Regions from separate parts of the Mus musculus genome. Here all the other regions are linked to region 3. The links are chromatin contacts, called in public HiChIP or PLAC-seq maps. All regions are on one chromosome and are shown on one strand. The core of a region is the stretch at or near the end of the contact, and the rest is flanking DNA. Distances in the headings are between cores, read along the strand shown.

The links. HiChIP or PLAC-seq counts read pairs in DNA pulled down with a chosen protein or histone mark.
Region 1: an H3K27ac HiChIP or PLAC-seq map of neural progenitor cells shows a contact between it and region 3, with 11 times the contacts expected there. The contact joins the enhancer-like site here to the promoter of Glp1r in region 3. A contact is called at or near these places in 9 of 39 promoter capture datasets (3T3-L1-derived adipocytes, the SN4741 cell line, cancer-associated fibroblasts and 5 more), 2 of 15 datasets of contacts at CTCF or cohesin (embryonic stem cells and stem cell-derived epiblast-like cells), 46 of 484 Hi-C or Micro-C datasets (2-cell embryo, the C2C12 cell line, CD4 single positive thymocytes and 27 more), 11 of 115 datasets of contacts at active chromatin or transcription factors (the HPC-7 cell line, the SCID.adh cell line, differentiating embryonic stem cells and 4 more) and 1 of 9 other capture datasets (embryonic stem cells).
Region 2: an H3K4me3 HiChIP or PLAC-seq map of embryonic stem cells shows a contact between it and region 3, with 5 times the contacts expected there. The contact joins the enhancer-like site here to the promoter of Glp1r in region 3. A contact is called at or near these places in 2 of 39 promoter capture datasets (the 3T3-L1 cell line and embryonic stem cells), 1 of 484 Hi-C or Micro-C datasets (the N1E-115 cell line) and 3 of 115 datasets of contacts at active chromatin or transcription factors (all in embryonic stem cells).
Region 4: a contact with region 3 is called in an H3K4me3 HiChIP or PLAC-seq map of embryonic basal ganglia, with 4 times the contacts expected there. The contact joins the enhancer-like site here to the promoter of Glp1r in region 3. A contact is called at or near these places in 3 of 39 promoter capture datasets (the HPC-7 cell line, cranial neural crest and embryonic stem cells) and 4 of 115 datasets of contacts at active chromatin or transcription factors (embryonic basal ganglia, embryonic stem cells and neural progenitor cells).

The regions. Positions count from the first base shown.
Region 1 is chr17:30,453,143-30,455,842 of GRCm38.p6, forward strand. The region is part of intron 6 of Btbd9 (BTB (POZ) domain containing 9); the gene reads right to left. Among named protein-coding and RNA genes, the nearest start is that of Btbd9, 120 kb to the right of the region's middle. Within about 2 kb of position 1,294, at least 11 of the 459 cell types and tissues checked have an H3K27ac peak or open chromatin away from gene starts, as enhancers often do. A contact at or near this core is called in the G1E-ER4 cell line, the SCID.adh cell line and neural progenitor cells, where this site is marked.
Region 2 is chr17:30,608,530-30,611,229 of GRCm38.p6, forward strand. All of the region lies in intron 1 of Glo1 (glyoxalase 1), which reads right to left. Among named protein-coding and RNA genes, the nearest start is that of Glo1, 2.8 kb to the right of the region's middle. Within about 2 kb of position 1,257, at least 56 of the 459 cell types and tissues checked have an H3K27ac peak or open chromatin away from gene starts, as enhancers often do. A contact at or near this core is called in embryonic stem cells, where this site is marked.
Region 3 is chr17:30,900,438-30,903,137 of GRCm38.p6, forward strand. Glp1r (glucagon-like peptide 1 receptor) reads left to right here and starts at 1,430. Exons shown (of 13, transcript NM_021332.2): 1 at 1,430-1,517. The coding sequence starts at 1,440.
Region 4 is chr17:30,496,488-30,499,187 of GRCm38.p6, forward strand. All of the region lies in intron 6 of Btbd9 (BTB (POZ) domain containing 9), which reads right to left. Among named protein-coding and RNA genes, the nearest start is that of Btbd9, 78 kb to the right of the region's middle. Within about 2 kb of position 1,319, at least 42 of the 459 cell types and tissues checked have an H3K27ac peak or open chromatin away from gene starts, as enhancers often do. A contact at or near this core is called in embryonic basal ganglia and neural progenitor cells, where this site is marked.

The DNA of each region.
Region 1 (2,700 bases), core at 44-2,543, 450 kb before region 3:
ATTGTCTTTCATGTTGAGAGACTACTTTCCAAACTATGGGGAGGGTAAGACTATCATGAAAGAAGCTTTTTGGTCAGGGTTAAATTCCCACTAAAGTAAAATTCCTTCACTGCTTGCTTTGTCATGGATAACATGGGAAAAGAATAACCAGATCTCATTTAGAGGAAAACCCACACACAGAACAGCCTAAGGCAATGTGTAAGGCAGAGAGAAACAAAGGCCAGACTTCCCACCAGAGACCCCACCAGGCCTCCAGTATCTGTTGCCATTCAGCCGGTGGGCGGGCACCTTTTACAGGAGGAAGATGGTGGGAGGGCTGACAGTTACAGGAGCAGGAGACTGGAGCTGTACCCTCCATTTCCAGCAGTAAAAGGGGGCTGACACGTCCACCTACTAAGACAGTGTGTGCAAGGATCAAATGCAGAGAAGAGCTCCAGGAGCAGAGGAGGGAGGTAACATAATCTAAACCCTGCATCACTCACTCTCCAGCAGCCTCCTTCAGAAGCTCCTCAGCTTCTACCCGAGAGCCAGCACACTGTGGTTCAATTAGCGGTGACACCGGACAATGATACTTTGTGGGAGAGCTTGTGTGTGCACAGGTACACAAACACACAGCACACAAACAACGTAATACTTATAGTATGGTAAGGAAAATTACAATGTACACAAACATGAATTCATTAAAAACCTGTTAACCCTCAGTGTGCTGAAAGACTGCATTTTCCGTACAAAATCACCTTTCAAGCTTTCCATTTAAAATTTCATTCCCAAAATATTGCCATGCACATAAAAATTACAATGATATAAAAGTATGATAAACAGTTGATGAACCTTGTTTATAGGATTTTGGAAAACCTAAACAATTTAAATGTAGAATTTTATCTAAAAATAAGGAGATATTTATGTACTTTAGCGCTTAAAATTTCTTCGAATTATGAACAAAATCTCCAGAGTTTAGGAAAGTAAGATAGCTTGTTTCGAGCTAACAATTATTTTGAGAGAGCAAAAGTTTCTTTCTCCAGCACCTGCAGAAACAGTGTTTACTGAGAAAGAATGACTTGTGTCTACAGACAGAGGGCTGTAATGGGCAGTTTTGGTGGAACACATCACAGCAGTGCAAGCCAGCTGCCACAAACCTGTCGTCTGGTTTTGACTTGGACTCATCTGATTTCTGAGAGCAGTCAGAGCTTGGAGAACAGCGGGGCATTTGCTTTGCTGACTACTGAGAGTCAATGGTGGCATGGGCTGGGCTCACAGGGTCCTCCGGCAGGATGCCTGAGAAAAGAGAGTTCTCATTCGTCTTGCAGGTGCCAGGATAAGGGCTGTCACATGGGACATTCCTTCTCTCTGTTTAAATACTGAGAGTAATTTTCATTTAAGAAGAACAGTACTATGAACCTCCTTCATTGAAAGAATGAGTTTTAGCAGAAAAGGACCTCCAGTTAACCTAGTGTAGCCGTAGTTACACTGAATGCAAATTTAAAATAAAAACAGAGTGTGGAATGGGGGGGAGGGGGCAGGGCTGAGGACAGCATTGACTTGTGCCAGCCTGGGCTTGACGGAAGCCTCTCTGTAGTCTGATCATGCAATGAAACTGATTTAGTGGTTTTTGTTATAATTAGTCACATTAATTAATGCTAAAAAACAATGTTAACAGTATATTATTTTCATCTAGTTAAATAAAGGATTATACACATTTGTGTAAATTACACAGCATTAAACATTTAAATAACTTGAAATGAAGCCATTACTGTCATTCAAACAAGTTTCCACAGCTAAAGGCTGAATGTTAAGTATGAACGGATTCAGTATTACAAGAATATGAATCCTTTATCTTTGAAGAAAAATGAGAGTTGATGACTTCTCCCTTGAAAAAAGTGGTTTGCAGTGGCATAGCGCCCTCCAGTGGCCAAGTGTTCAAAATGCAAGTCTCAGAGGCCACTGTTCCATTCTTTTCACACTGAACAAAGGGAGTAACATGAGCGCCTTTATTTATTTATTTATTTATTCATTTATTTATTTAATTTTTTTTTTTTAAAGATTTATTTATTTATTATATGGAAGTACATTGTAGCTGTCTTCAGACACTCCAGAAGAGGGCGTCAGATCTCGTTACGGATGGTTGTGAGCCACCATGTGGTTGCTGGGATTTGAACTCTGGACCTTCGGAAGAGCAGTCGGGTGCTCTTACCCACTGAGCCATCTCACCAGCCCTATTTATTTATTTTTAACACGAGTGCTTATCTCGTCACATTTATCATGTCATACTATCTTCCCACTGTTACTTTTCCCTCACAAAATTTAAACCTCTTTATTCAAATCTCATTTGTTCCTTCTAAGACAAGCTCTGAGGGACAGGAGACAGACAGAGCCTCACACGGGTTCAGGGCTTCAGGAGAAGCGAGTGGATCCCTCCAGTCCCAGGCCAGTGGCTGGCCTTCTGCAGTAGAAACTGACAACTGACTCCTAAACGTTCAAATTTAAACAAGATCATAAAAATCACGGGACACTCTTCTGTTACACAACCTGTGAGCATTGTAACAGCAAGTTAGGGTCATAAAGTATCCGGTACTCTCTTTCTGTGTGTCAACAGTTTTCTAGAGCCAAATAGTTTTCCTGAGGTGGCAGGAAGCAGCTCCCTCAAGCTAATACAAAATGCTTCTGATCCCGCCCCCCAAACATTGATCTTTCATAGTCAAA
Region 2 (2,700 bases), core at 7-2,506, 290 kb before region 3:
GCTTCCACCTGGACTGCTCTCTGCTTCTTGCAGGCTTATTCAAATACAATCTGGAGTGGTCGTTCTCAAATCAAAATCCTAGGTTAATAAAACCAAACCAACCCCCTGCACATGTGTTCGCTGTGCACCTACCTATTCAACATTGTCTTTATCATTGCTTCCTTAGACCAGTTACTCCAATCATTTCCTATGTCAAATGCTCATCACTTAGGAAAAAGAGGTATGTTCTCCCAACAAATGTATCTTTATTGCCATTACATACATGTATGATATTCTACTACAACTCTAGCCTAGGGGTGTGTCTCGGTCTCAGAGCACATATGTGCTTAGCAAGTCCAAAGTTCTGGGTTCAGCGCACACACACACACACACACACACACACACACACACACACTCCAATCTTTATAGGATGAGAAAAAAATAATTATTACAAGAGTTGTCAAATTTTGAGTACCCCAAAGGTTGTTTTATGCTCCCACCCTGTCCTAGTTAGACTTTTACTGCTGTGAATAGACACCACGACCAAGGCAACTCTTTTTCCTCGGTGATGAGCATTTGACATAGGAAATGATTGGAGTAACCGGTCTAAGGGAGCAATGATAAAGATAATGTCCCCAATGACTGGTCCCCAATCTGCCAGGCTAGCTTTCTCTACCCCTGCTTCATGTGAACTCCACCATACTATGACCTTCTGCCACCCCACTACTACATTTTGCTAAGATATTTCCTCCCCTTCCCCTGAACTCTCTCCTGCGTAACTCTCTGGGTGTGGAAATCCCATCCAACGAAAACATGGTTCTACCACCACCTTCTGCTCAATGCATTCCTAATGCATTCCTCGACCCTAACAGCTAAAATACCACCGTGAGTGCTATCTCCATAGACCAGCGAAATGCATTTTGTCTCACTGTACCCTCACAACAGCTGAGTCATCTTTATGTTCCTTTTATGAGCCCCAGGAGCCCTGCCAAGATGGGAGTGATCACAGACACTCCCACAGATGGGGATCCAAAGGCAGGACTCCAGATTCCAAAGCCTACAACATAACACCGATGTGAACTTTGAAAACCCCCCATCTTCTCTGTGCTCCTACCGGGAGAGATCATCTTTGCTGACAACTTGGAACTAGATTTAGAATCACCTAAAGTTTTAGAGTAGGTTAAGGAGGGAAGACCCACCCTGAATGTGGGTGGCGTCATCCACGGGCTAGGCTTTCAGACTGAGTAAAAGTAGGAAACCAGCCAGCTATGTGCCAGTCACGGATACGTGACTGCAGACACGTGACCTGCTACCTCAAGCTCCTGAGCCTCCCTTGCACCGAGCCCTCCCACCACCACGGAATGCACCCTCAAACTGTGAGCCAAAATGACGCTTTCCTTGCTTTTCAGCAGGCACAAAAGCAACCAGTACACCAGAATGCTTTGTAATGCCTTTAATTCCGATTCCATCGGAGCTGGTATATGTTTGGCATAGGATGAAGTCAACCCCCCCCTCGCCCCGCCCCAAAGTGCCTTTCATGCTCTTTGCGGTTAGCATATAATCAAGCTAAGATTTCATTGGTTGCAGGCTTTTTCCCTGCCCCTCTACAAGTTGTACAATTACGCTTGAGTTATCTCAGAAGGGGAGAAGGAAGAGGCTGGGCATGTGGGCTCTTCTCTGGGCAAGTTACTCAAGTACCTGGGTCTAAGTCTCCTTATTTGTAAAATGGAGACAATTCTCCTTTCCTCATAGAGTTGCTACAGATGAACTTAAAACATCCGTCCAGGGCTTAGCACACTCAACACACACCATATATTATATAATTAGCTGTACATCTCCAAATGGTGTGCCCATTTGCCAAAAATGACTAATCTCAAAAGGAGAATTCCAAATCAAGAGAAATTAGGAGACTGTGAAATATAAATCAAAATCCAATAAAAGTGCACTTCGTATATTTTTAAAGATCTCCCTGAGGCTGGAGAGATGGTTCAATGGTTAAGAACACTGGCTGGCTGCTCTTCCAGTGGTCCTGAGTTCAAGTCCCAGCAACCACATGGTGGCTCACAACTACTGTAATGAGATCTGATGCCCTCTTCTGGTGTGTCTGAAGACAGCAAGACAGCAACAGTGTACTCTCATCTTTATAAAAAAAAGGATCTCCCTGAGATTTCTAGTTCATTCATTCATTCATTCATTCAGTTTTTGTTTGTTTGTTTGTTTGTTTGTTTGTTTTATTGGGTTTGTTGGTTGTTGTTGCTGCTGCTAAGCACTGAATTCAAAGTCAAGCATGCTCCCTACCACACCACATTCCCAGGCCCTAGAGTCTTACAGTTTGAACAGCCTGCTACCTAAAATCCCCAGTTACCTAGGGAGTCAACTGACACAGAACAATACCCAGAATCCGGGTGTGCTTTGTAGAAAATAGCACATAGCCCAGCAAGAGTTTTAATCTTTTAATCTCAGCACTTGGGAAACAGGCAGATGGATCTCTGTAAGTTTGAGGCCAGCCTGGTCTATACAGCAAGTTCCAGTACAGGCAAAGCTACATAGTGAGACCCTGTCTAAACAAGAAAATGTGTGTGTGTGTGTGTGTGTGTGTGTGTGTGTGTGTGTGAGAGAGAGAGAGAGAGAGAGAGAGAGAGAGAGTGGGGGGGAGGGAAGGATGGATGAACAAATTTTCAGTAATGTAGGAAACCAATTCACATGGAATGAACCAATTTA
Region 3 (2,700 bases), core at 180-2,679:
GAGCCACTTCGGGTCATTTAGGTAGATGCTGGTACCAGAAAAGCGAAAAGATCTGGAGACCTTGATGAGCAGAGAATGGCTACTCACTCCAACCTGGGCTGAAGTTCCAGCTTTGCTTTCCGTAAAAGCCCTAGTTAGATCATTTATTTGGATGGATGGTCCTGACAGCTAAACAGCCAAGCCTGTGTGGCACACAGGGGGAACCTGCTTGACCTCAGGCTGGGGCTAAAACAAGGGACTCAAAGGCAGAGCTCACCAGAAGGGAGCTTCTCTCTCTGAGTGGAGCGCGCTCCGCACCTCTCTTGGCTGTCTCCCTCCGCGGGATTGAGCACTGGATGTATAGACCCACTTCCTGCAGGACTTTGGGAAGTTCTGTAATCTCTAAGAGTTGCAGCTATGCATCCAATCTCTCTTCTCTTCCAGAATGGTCCAGACTAGCCCTAGGCAGGTCCAGGGCTGAGTAGAGCCACACCCAACTTCCTTATACTAGTTCATGGTGGGGGGGGGGTGCATCCTCTTGCCTTCCTCAAGAGGTTAGTGGTACACCTCGGCTTGCCTGTCCCACTTATTAACTCACAGAAGAGGTAGGAGTCTGGAGCTCTCCCGACCTGTACTGCAGCCAAGGGCAAAGGTGTGGTGTAGGAAGACAGACTGAAGTGCATAGGGTAAGCTAGTCAGGGCACACATTGTAGCAGGCCCAGGGACAGCAAGGGGTGGACAGGGAACATTTGGAAAGTTCTAGAAAAACAGAATCCAGCCTCAACCCTCTTCACCCTGCAATTTCTAAAGTTTTAGATAGAAAGGACCCTAAGGACTCTTCTGGGATCTCTTGTCCTGATCCCTACCACCTTGACTGCTGTGCAGGCCCAGAAGGCTGGGCTTGGGATGAGGAGAGGATTGGGGAAGTAGGTGGCACCCAACTAGTCCGATCTTTCTTCCCTAGTAACTAGCAGCTTGTGGGATACTTTCCAGAAGTCTGACCAACACTATGACCTTGTACCAATCCTACACCTTTCCTGGCCTCAGTTTCCTTTTGGAAGCACTGACTCGGTGGGGGCGTGGCTTTCCTTAGTTGAGGGGGAGCCAGGAGGAGATCGGGGTGCGGGGGTGGGAGGCGGGCTCCACTGGTCGCAGCGAGCTGGCCAGGCGCAGGCACCACAGGCGCTCAGAGCTAGAAGCTCCGCTCCTGCGGCTCTTAAACCTGAGTGGAGCCCGCGGGGAGCACAGCGCCGAACATCTCCTGGCCCGGGACGCTGGAGGCCGGTCTGGCCCCGGGCCTCCTGAAACCCAGGCGGAAGAGGACAGGGACCCCGCCCGATCCCTCCTGCGGACGGGCGGGGCGGCCCCACGCCAGCTCCTCCCCCCGCAGCCCGGCAGGGATCAGTCGCGGCGCGCGGTTCCGCAGGTGGCAGCTATGACCCAGTCCTGAGCGCCCAGCCATGGCCAGCACCCCAAGCCTCCTGCGCCTGGCGCTCCTGCTGCTCGGGGCGGTGGGCAGGGCCGGCCCCCGCCCTCAGGTGAGCCCTGGGAACCCCGGTGACAAATGGGAGGGGGACGCTGCGGTGTTCTGCGGGCACAAGAGCTAGCGGAGGGGCTCCTGGACTTGAGCAGAAACTCCGGGACCCCAGACAGGGGAAGTGCAAGGCTCAGGCGAGGAAGAGACAGAGGAGTTGAGGAGTCCAGGTGGGGATTGGACATGAGGTGACTACCCTCATCCTGAAGAGCTGCCTCACTTCTCGGCTCCAGCTGCTCTGTCAGGGCACCAGCTGCCCCAGGGTTGCCCTGCTCTGACTTCTGCGACCCGTCTTTGTCCCTTATTACTTTCCCAACTCCTTTTCCAAACCCACTGGCACTCTGCCTTCCCTCTGTACTCAGAACCCCTGCGGTGCCTTCCCCTGCACTCCTCCTGGGCTTCCTTGTGTATGGGGTACCCAGGAAGCTCTAGAGGACCGAAGGGGCCTGGTTGTAGAAATGCAGCTTCCTCCCATCACCTCATCACAGTCTTTGACTCATAGCCCCAGGGACCCTGCAGCCTGTTGTCCTTCCTGATGACCTCCCAGGTGGCACTGACTTGCCACCTCCACCCCAGCCTCTGCAGCAAACATGCAGCAGGTTCCCTGTTTCTTCTGGATCAGCCAGGCCCTCTCATACACTCGGCTAATACCCATCCTAGACCCCCTTGGATTAATAACCCACCAGAAAGAATACCGAGGGTCACCGGAACATCCAACCTCCTTGGTGTCGCCAAAGACTAGGTCGCAGCTGGACTCTTGTGGGCTCTTCTCTGACTCTCTCTGACCTGCCTGTGAATCCTGCCCCAGGCTCCTGCCCTGGCCATGATGGCCAGCTGCTTGTATGGAGGGCGGTTGTTCAAATGTGCCAGGATACCCTTGCATAGAAGAGGCCCAAGGCTGGGCAGTGTTCCTATAGAAGGGAGTACTTTACACATCATGTCTTGTGTCCACCTCCAGAGCTAAAGGGCTTAACCGTTGGGGAGTGGGCCTGCATCCGTTTGAGCTTGGTCTGACATAGGAGGGCACAGACCTCAGCCCTGGCTGAGAACCGAGTTGTGGACAGAGGTGCCTCCCCAGGAAGTGCACTGTCTCAGCTCCCAAACCCTTTCCCAGATTAATCCTCTCCCTGTTCTCCAGGGCCAACTGTCCCCAAGAGATACCTTCCCAGTCTCTGGCACTGCCTCTC
Region 4 (2,700 bases), core at 69-2,568, 400 kb before region 3:
TCTTCCTCCTCCTCCTCCTCCTCCTCCTCCTCCTCCTCCTCCTCCTTTCCCTGAAGAGATTGTCCTCCATTCATGGCCCCTCTCTACTTCAATGTCCTACACACATACGTAAGATTAGGTATGAGAGAATAAGGAAGGACAATATTTGTCTGACTCTAGCTTGTTTAACATGACTTCTGGTTGCACACACTTTTCTGCAGATGTCATGACTTCACTCTTTATGAGAGAATGGAGCTCCACTGTATTAGGTACCACATTTTCTTGTCCATTCATCTGCTGGTTGGTCCATTCTTAGCTGTTGCATTTGAATGCAGCAGCAAATAGGAACATCAGGTGTGTGGTGTGTGCACTGTGAGTCTTTCGGGGCCTATCTAGAAGTATTTTAGCTGGAGCATGGGCTAGTTTTTGTTGTCTAAGGAAACTTCTCTGACTTCCATGTTTGTGCCAGCTTATACCCCCACTAGCAGTATATGAGGACTGCCCTACAGTCATGTCTTGATGAAGCAATTCTGACTGAGGTGAGATGGAATCTCAAAGCAGTTTTAAGATCCATTTCTCTGATGGCTGACATTTCTGATGTTTGGACAGCTTTCCAAATATTTTTGGCCACTAAATAACATTTTTACAAATAACACATTTATGCATAACTATATTTAGAAAAAAGATAACTATACTATATGTTCTAGTGAACATGTCAAAGATAAGTAAAATTTCTATTGTCATATTTTAAAGTGATTACAAATTTTAAAAATCTCCTGAAATAGTCGAATTTATGAATCCATACCTTAAATTTACTTGGTTTCTTTAAACTAGGCTTATACATCATCTACCACCTTGATTTCAGCCAAAAATCATGAATTGGAATCTTGCTCTCACCCTAGAGAATCAATGGTAAAAAGGAAACTTACAGAAAAATATTTTTGTTTTGCAGCTTATGGCATGATACATCCATGAATCGCACTGAAAATTTGTCCCTTGAAATCAATCTATGTTTACACATAGAATGTGCCCCAAAGTTCTCTAACAGAGAAAAGTGTTTAATCAAACTATCTGCTGACAGCTGGTTAGAGCTGATCTGAGGGCAGAAAGAAATGAGCGCCAGCCACTGATCCTTTGTTTTGGGTATGGGAGCTGAATATGCAAATGAGCCCAGAGTGGAGCCTCATTATGTGCTTCACACTTCCAGTGTGATTTTAAGCACCCTAGGTATACACACACACACACACACACACACACAGAAAGCACAGCCATCTCAACAAGCCATGCGCGTCATCTGTTCAGAACCAGGAGCCGCATGCACGCGTCTACAACATTAACTGCAAGGCAGATGGTAGGCGCTGATCAACAGACACAAAATAAACCCCACGTCCTACTCCTCAAACAGTCCCTCAGTGCTTTCCTTTAGAAAAATATCAAGCAGCTTTTCTCTACTGTTGATTTGCAACTCCACGGTTACAATGGGCAACACAAAGGAGACTTCAAAGGACGAAAGATGTTCCTTGGCACAGATTTGCTTTCCTAGTCTTAGACAGGAGATAACACTAACTTTGAAACTCACAGAATTCTGTAGTTTTTATCAGTATCTAATGTGTAAATGAGCTCTTTCTATAACTGGAGGTTTAGCTTTCAAAATACATAATTACTGATCATTTTAGTCTGCATTGCATTTCTTTTGCAGGGTGAAATGATCTAAAACAGCTGTTATGTCCTAATAGCTTTATAATGTGCAGAGAATTTCTATGACTACCCAAAATTAAACCTATAGCTTCCCACCAGGCAGAATGTAGTCATGTGTACATGTGACCCACGTTATTTGGAACAATTATTAACTTATGAAATTATAATTTGAAGCATAATGAAGAAAAACCCTGCCATTCTTGAATGAGGTCAGAGACACCGAGCCCACACTGACCGCTCCCCACTGTCCTCAGCAGCACTGGACTGAAGGAGCCCAAGTGTCCCATTGCTGCCATTCCTTGCAGGGACCGAGCCCTCTATTTTCATACTGGGAGATGAATGTTCAGAAGGTGAACCAAGTCTGGCACTCTGCCCAGAACGTCTGGCAGCCGACAAGTAATCTGGTTTTATTGCTGGTCTACTCTCCCCTGAGCTGACCTTGCATCCAGAGAGAGCACCCTGAGCTGGGGACGTGTACCATTTATAATCATCACCAAGAAAGCACTGATCATCTTATTAACCATGAGACTGGTATGCATCATTCTCTTTAAACACATTCCTGTAAGGTGAAATAATTAAAAACCTTGTTTCCTCCTATCTCCCTTTAATAATGGGGGAGGGGGCAGCAATATTAAGAGAGTTTTCCAGAAAAATCTAATATTCAGGCAGCTACATTCAAGGACGATGAGAGGGTTAAGAGGACTCTGCTACGTGACAAGTATTACCTACAGAAGTGTAAAGGCAGGCCCAGGAATAATTAGACAAGTGCATAGGGTACATTGGGCCACTCCAGCTATAAATATTAAAGGTCAAAGCAATCACTGCCAGGCAGTGTGGGTGACGTCTGAAGGTACACAAGCCTAGTTCTGAACTAACATCAACCAACATCCCCCCAGAATACTGTCCTCAAAGCAAGCAGGACAGGAAGTGACTGCCACGCACAACAAAGGTGTGTCCACTCTGGCTTCTTCCACTGTCCTTCCAGCGTCTTGTCCTCTCACACTTACACAGTGGAGTTCCTTA